Linked DNA regions of Mus musculus: region 1 is linked to region 2. The links are chromatin contacts, called in public HiChIP or PLAC-seq maps. All regions are on one chromosome and are shown on one strand. The core of a region is the stretch at or near the end of the contact, and the rest is flanking DNA. Distances in the headings are between cores, read along the strand shown. Region 1 holds the start of Snai2 (snail family zinc finger 2). Region 2 holds the start of Efcab1 (EF-hand calcium binding domain 1).

What was found. HiChIP or PLAC-seq counts read pairs in DNA pulled down with a chosen protein or histone mark.
Region 1: a contact with region 2 is called in an H3K4me3 HiChIP or PLAC-seq map of embryonic limb bud, with 5 times the contacts expected there. The contact joins the promoter of Snai2 here to the promoter of Efcab1 in region 2. A contact is called at or near these places in 17 of 39 promoter capture datasets (the 3T3-L1 cell line, 3T3-L1-derived adipocytes, cranial neural crest and 9 more), 1 of 15 datasets of contacts at CTCF or cohesin (the NIH/3T3 cell line), 12 of 484 Hi-C or Micro-C datasets (the 3T3-L1 cell line, 3T3-L1-derived adipocytes, embryonic stem cells and 3 more), 8 of 115 datasets of contacts at active chromatin or transcription factors (craniofacial prominence, embryonic limb bud, embryonic stem cells and 4 more) and 4 of 9 other capture datasets (adipose tissue, embryonic stem cells, liver and 1 more).

The regions. Positions count from the first base shown.
Region 1 is chr16:14,704,438-14,707,714 of GRCm38.p6, reverse strand. Snai2 (snail family zinc finger 2) reads right to left here and starts at 1,863. Exons shown (of 3, transcript NM_011415.3): 1 at 1,663-1,863; 2 at 456-1,004. The coding sequence starts at 1,741.
Region 2 is chr16:14,905,257-14,908,258 of GRCm38.p6, reverse strand. It overlaps Efcab1 (EF-hand calcium binding domain 1), which reads right to left and starts at 1,613. Exons shown (of 6, transcript NM_025769.3): 1 at 1,447-1,613. The coding sequence starts at 1,504. The region is part of intron 2 of Gm33696 (a long non-coding RNA gene); the gene reads left to right.

The sequences.
Region 1 (3,277 bases), core at 614-3,113, 200 kb after region 2:
GAAAATGAAACAAACAAGCACACGGCCAGATCCAATTTAGCCTCATTTACTAAATTAGTCAAGAGTTGGCAGAATTCATAGCAAAAAGTATAGCCAAAAAAACTATAGGAACCCCCTCTGCCTGTTTATCAAATCAACACTAGGAGCCAGACATTTGTATTTACTGACTATCAGTTCTGCAGAACACACACCAAATACCTCAATCTTGCTTTCTAACTGATCTTTGAGACCAAATCTCCTGCATGTGCTTTCCAAAGTCTAAATGCTGTTTACAATCCCTGGAGCAGAGGCTGGAAAGGAGCACTTGCTGTTCTAACAAGCTTTAGAGCAGAAAGCAGCTATCAGTGGTTCACCTTATGAAAAACACCCCCTGTCAGTCCCTTAAGACACCCCGCAGACAGCTCTGTCACACCACTGTTTGAGCTGAGAGGCATGGTTTTCTACATTTCTCTTACCAGTGTGAGTTCTAATGTGTCCTTGAAGCAGCCAGGGTCTGGAGAAAGCCTTGCCACAGATCTTGCAGACACAAGGCAATGTGTGGGTTCGAATGTGCATCTTCAGGGCACCCAGGCTCACATATTCCTTGTCACAGTACTTGCAGCTGAACGATTTCCTAGACTGGGCATCACAGTGCAGCTGCTTGTGTTTGGCCAGCCCAGAGAACGTAGAATAGGTCTTATTGCATAAATTGCACTGAAACTTCTCAGCTTCGATGGCATGGGGGTCTGAAAGCTTGGGCTGCAGTCTCTCCTCTTCGTCACTAATGGGACTTTCTGAACCACTGTGATCCTTGGATGAAGTGTCAGAGGAAGGCGGGGGACTTACACGCCCCAAGGATGAGGAGTATCCAGTAAGAGGAGAAAGGCCACTGGGTAAAGGAGAGTGGAGTGGAGCTGCCGACGATGTCCATACAGTAATAGGGCTGTATGCTCCCGAGGTGAGGATCTCTGGTTTTGGTATGACAGGTATAGGGTAACTTTCATAGAGATATGGGGAAATAATAACTGGAAGAAAGAAAAGGAAGGAAAGAAAAAATTAAGGCAAAATATTTTTAAAATATATGTACACAGTCTGAGAGAGACCATAACAACATGCAGGAGACTCCATAGGAGACTCTCTAGTGAAGACAGCCTTACTCACAGGACACACATAAAGTCTTCCCTTCACCTGGGCTTACTGTCCTCGTGCAGGCTGACAGTTGCCCTGACTAACCTTCATTCTGGACTAGCCTTGCTGTCCCAATTTAGAACGAAGAACTAGACACTATATTAAAACTTTTTATAAAGTTGCTTTTCATTTTATGCGTGGGCTGTTCTAGCTGTACCGTGCCTGTGGCGGGTAATGGCATGCACGAATCCAGCTGCTTTCCCAAGTGCTTGGCTTCAGGAGATTGCTGCTCAGGCGAGGGGAAGGGTGCGATCACGTCCGTGCACTCCTTTTGCGTACACACAGGCTCAGAGAACTATACTGCCCGACCGGAAGGAAGCTTTCCTTGTCAGCAAAGATCTCAAAGGTTTTGAATTAAAACTTAACCTAAGTAATCAAGAGACTGCAAGGACAGTTTTGGCACAGCATTAAAAGGAAAGCGGCCCGGTGTGTTCTCTGAGTCAAGCAATAGAACCGCGGTTTACTCGCGCACAGATTTACAGAGGCGATTTTTACCTGTGTGTGTGTCCAGTTCGCTGTAGTTGGGCTTCTTGGAGGCGTTGAAATGTTTCTTGACCAGGAAGGAGCGCGGCATGGTGGCTGCGGGCGGGCGCGGGCGGATAACGGTCCAGGCGGCGGTCCTATAGCATCGCGGTGGCTCAGGTGCGGCGGGGGACAGGCAGGCGCCTCTGAAGTCACCCGGCTCCCTGCCCGACTGAGCTCCTCTGGGCGGGGAGGCGCCTTCTCCGTTGCTTTTTCTAGAAGTAACCAATCACAGCCAAGAGGTTCAGATTTCAGCTCCTCCTTCTGGAACAGCTGTGAATAGAGGAAGACTCTGTTGTCAGACTAAATTTTTCTGGTTCAAAATGGGCTGCTCATGGCATTTCAGTGGAGGCTCAAAATACATTAAATGTTTTCAAGAAAGGAAATCTCGGTTCTTGAGCACTGGGGAAACGTGTTTCCGCTAGGTGACCTACGGCGACTTGGCTTCCAGATGTGGGCAGTGCCTGGCAAGGCGAGGGCGGGAAGGAAGGGCGGCCCTCCGGACTGGGACCGCGCAGCCCCTAGTGGCCAGAGAGTCTATATTTGGAAGTTGCGTCTGGAGGGGGGTTATTGCACACAAGCAGCTGTAGGCTCTGGCTTTTGGGAAAGGAAGGTAAAGGCTCCCCGCAGCTGCCACAGCAGGTCTAGGGCGGCGTGCCAGAAAGTTAACTTGCTGATCGCTGCGTTAGACACTTGAAAGTAAAGCCTTACAGCCTACCCCAGGAACTGGAAGAGTGTAAAGATAAAAGGGAAGGCTGGTGCAGACTCCGACAATAGGCAAACTCTGGAAGAAGTATGGAAAGTTCTGATGAAGACATGTGACAAGACTTCCTCCCTTTGTAGCGCATGGTATTTTAGAGAAAGAAAAAAAAATATGAATCTCTACTGACAATTCTTAGTGTCTGCCGTTACTTAGTGGTGTTTTCTTTAGTCTTCAAAAGCCTCCCCCTTCCTCACGCCACATCCCTGGTTTGCATTAAAAGATGGGGTAAAGGATTCTTTTGCCAAGTTCTTTGACTGGCAGTTTAGGTAGTCCAGTAGCCAGCCGGTCACTTCACTTGCATTTGCACATAGGGGTAGGTGTAAAAATACTCCGAAGTGATTCATTTTAAAAGTGCAGTTTTCACTGTGCCCACAGGCAACTCTGTTTATTTCAATGTTACCCTGACTCTTCCCAACAAAATTGCAGAATCCAATTCCCCCACCTCCCCACCCCAAGACAACTAACTTTTTTTTCGTAACAGGTGCTGGAAGAAAACAGCGGAAACAGAATACCACCAGCGATGTTGAGACTTGCAAGAGAAAAGTGCATTGTCAAGCAGCATAACTTCTTAATCTGGGGATGAGAAAACGGGCGTGTGAGCGGGGGAGGGGGAAACCCGCAGACTTCCTGGGTTAATTTCAATGATTCCTCTTTCTCTTTACAATAGTCACTGATTTCAATGTCAAATACAGAAAGATATTTATATGAATCCTTAAACTAAGGGAACTGAATCTGCAGGTGACAAGAAAACAAGAAAATGTATTAGATTTCTTTCTAAGCTACCATGAGTATGGATCAGAGCTGGAGTCTGAGTTGACCTATTTC
Region 2 (3,002 bases), core at 364-2,863:
GAGTGTATGACATCTTCAGCAATAGGATCTCACTTTCAAGCTCTGGAAGACAAAGGGAACAGCTGAGGCCCATATTGTCTTGGGAATCTCTTGTATTCCCCTAGTCAATAACTCAACTGGAGGTTTCTCAAGCCTGGCATTGAATTTTGTATTAGACGGTGTATGGCTCTTGGAAATAGGGAAAACACCCTTACTTCATTATTTTTGAGTTGTTGTCACTGTTAGTGAAGAATTGTGTACTTATGAAGCAGACTTAATCAAATAAACATTGTGTGTGCCAGTTATTAATGTTGTGAGTATTCATTGGAAATGTTTTTACTCATTTTCAAAATAGCATATATTCTCCCAGAAATGGAAGCATTTCAGGAAAACCACAAAAGAACACAATTTCTTATCAAATTTATAAACACCTTAAATGACTGCCATTTTCTGAGAATTTTAAGATGCTCACAGTATAATAGTATATCATAGTTTTCAGTTGGGGCACTACCCCCGTGACATCAATTCTCACACATTGTATCAGATACAAATGATATAAAGGTGCTAGGCCAGAAACCTCCAGAGCTACATTAGAAGTTCACATCCACACCTTCACACAATGGAGCTGGTTTGAAGATGTGACCTCTCCATTTTCATTGTGACCAGTATCTCTTCGACCATCACATAGCTTCTAAATTCACACATCAAACAATACTGCCCTCATCTCAATGATCCACACACTGCTTCTCAGCTCAAGAACAGCTGTTTTTCTGTCTGAGTACAATGCTCTCATGTGTGGTCACCTGCAAGATCTCCTTTACCTATGGACCTGATTGGGAATTGGAAATTGAGCATCTAAAACTGGGAACAGATTCTTTACCGTCTTAGATTTGCTGAGCAATATACTTTTCAATGAAATGCCTCTACGGAAGACAGTGTCTGTACCACCGCAAGTCTCTTTCTTAAAAGTGTTCAGGATGCATGCACGACTGTTTTCTTTATGGATCTCTTATCACACTTCCAGAGCTTAGACCTCAGAGCGTTTTGTTTTCTTTTGTTGTTTTTGTTTTTTCCTCTCTAGAAAGAGCCAGAAAGTAAGTAAAGGCTCTGCTGCTTTCTTGATTCTGGTGTTTTTCTGGGGCATCCTTTTCAACCTGTCTAAAGCTGAAGCCACATGCCTCCCAGATACACACCATATTGCTTCTCTAACTTAAAAGCAAATAAAGAGATCTTTGAATTTAGTGAATGTCTATGAGGGAGCTCGGGCAGCTTGGAACTTGTCCCAGTTATAAAAGGGTAGGATGGATGCCTCCCAAGGAGTTGGAACTCCACAAAGGGATTCTCTTTCCGATCCTCTTGAGGAGGAGCGTGGAGGGGCCATTACTGGTGGAAGCAGGAAGTAGAGACTGGGTAGAAAGAGATCTGGCCCAGAAGTCATAGGAACTCTTGCATTCAGTTCTTACTTACAGTGCTTGCAATTTTTAGTTAAGGTGTCCGTCAACTTCTGCAGCTTCTTTCTGTTCATGATGGGTGTTAATAATATTAGATCTTAGAGTGTCATCTGGAGCAGAGTGCCAGGACGCTCCGGCTCCGGAGCCCCAGGCTGAGGGAGCTTGGTGCAGCCAGCTTGGCTCTGCGCATTTGCGCATTTGCGCATTTGCGGCCCTAACAGACAGTGTGGCCATGGCAACGCCTCAGGTGAAAGCGGCCTCTGTACATAGAGCAGCCATGGCAACGGCTGGGTGGGACACTGATTGGCTCCTGTCAGGGGGCCTCTTGGTCAGCTCAGTAAAGCCTGCCAGTCCTGACTGCCCAGCACAGACACTGTGCCTGCATTTAGTCCCAGTTGCAGCGTTTCAGCCTGACACTTTGCAGACTGTATTGTTTGCCATGTTGGAAATTTCTATTTTCACTTGTCACACCATCATTTCTGTTCACAGCCCCTCAAGACTACATCATAATCAGAAGAGTAAGGTGTGCAAGCTGGATAGATGTTTTGTATGATGAGCACAAGAGCGATTCAGGTTTTCAAGATCTGTGGGGATGCTGGAGGGAAATAGGTGTGTAATTAAAGCAATTATCAGAAGGGAATCTGAACAATTACGGTTTGAACTGTGTTACTCAGAAAGTAGATCTCTCTGTGTCTCTGTCTCTCTCTGTCTCTCTCTCTGTCTCTCCCCCCTCCTTCTTTGGAGTGGGAGTTTTCAGTCAAATTTGCAAAAGGCCAATGTCATATTTTAAGTTCGTTAATTAAAGATACATACTCTTTTTGTTGTTTTGTATAAAATAGAGTTTATTTAGGGCATAAGGAGGGGAGTTGCGAGGGTTGTAGAGGCAGAGAAAGGCAGAGAGAGAGAGAGAGAGAGAGAGAGAGAGAGAGAGAGAGAGAGAGAAGAGAGGAAGGAGGAGGAGAAGGAAGAGGAGGAGGGGAGGAGGAGGAGGAGGAAGAGGAGAAAGAGAGGAGTAGAGATTGGCCATGAGCACATGGAGAGAGAGGGGGAAGGGAATGGGGAGAAAGAGGGTAAGGGACAAGAGGACAGAGCAGAAGCAAGAAGGCAAGAGAGAGAAAGGAGGGGGCAAGCAGCCCCTTTTATAGTGAGTCAGGCACACCTGGCTGTTGCCAGGTAACTATGGGGCGGAGCCTAGATAAAATGCTAACAGTAACAACTTTCCAAACTACATAGACTGACATAACAGCCCAGAAGTTGCCATGGAGACAAATTGGAGAATTTTTCCATGATGCGGAATCCTTCAAGTGGTCAGTTTGCAGCCACACCTAGTTCTTCTATTGAAAACCCTTCCCTAGTCTCTTGAAATCACTCAAATTTATAATTGTCTAATTTTATAATTTTGAAATGGTAATAAGACATCAGCCACACAGAATATAACCTACTGAGAGTCCTTTCCATCAGTATAATTTTCTGCAAATCCATCCAGGAAATTTTGCCTTTTTATTGCTGAATAGTATTCCATGATTTATATGTGCCATATTCTGTTTATACACCCATGCACTGAAGACCTTC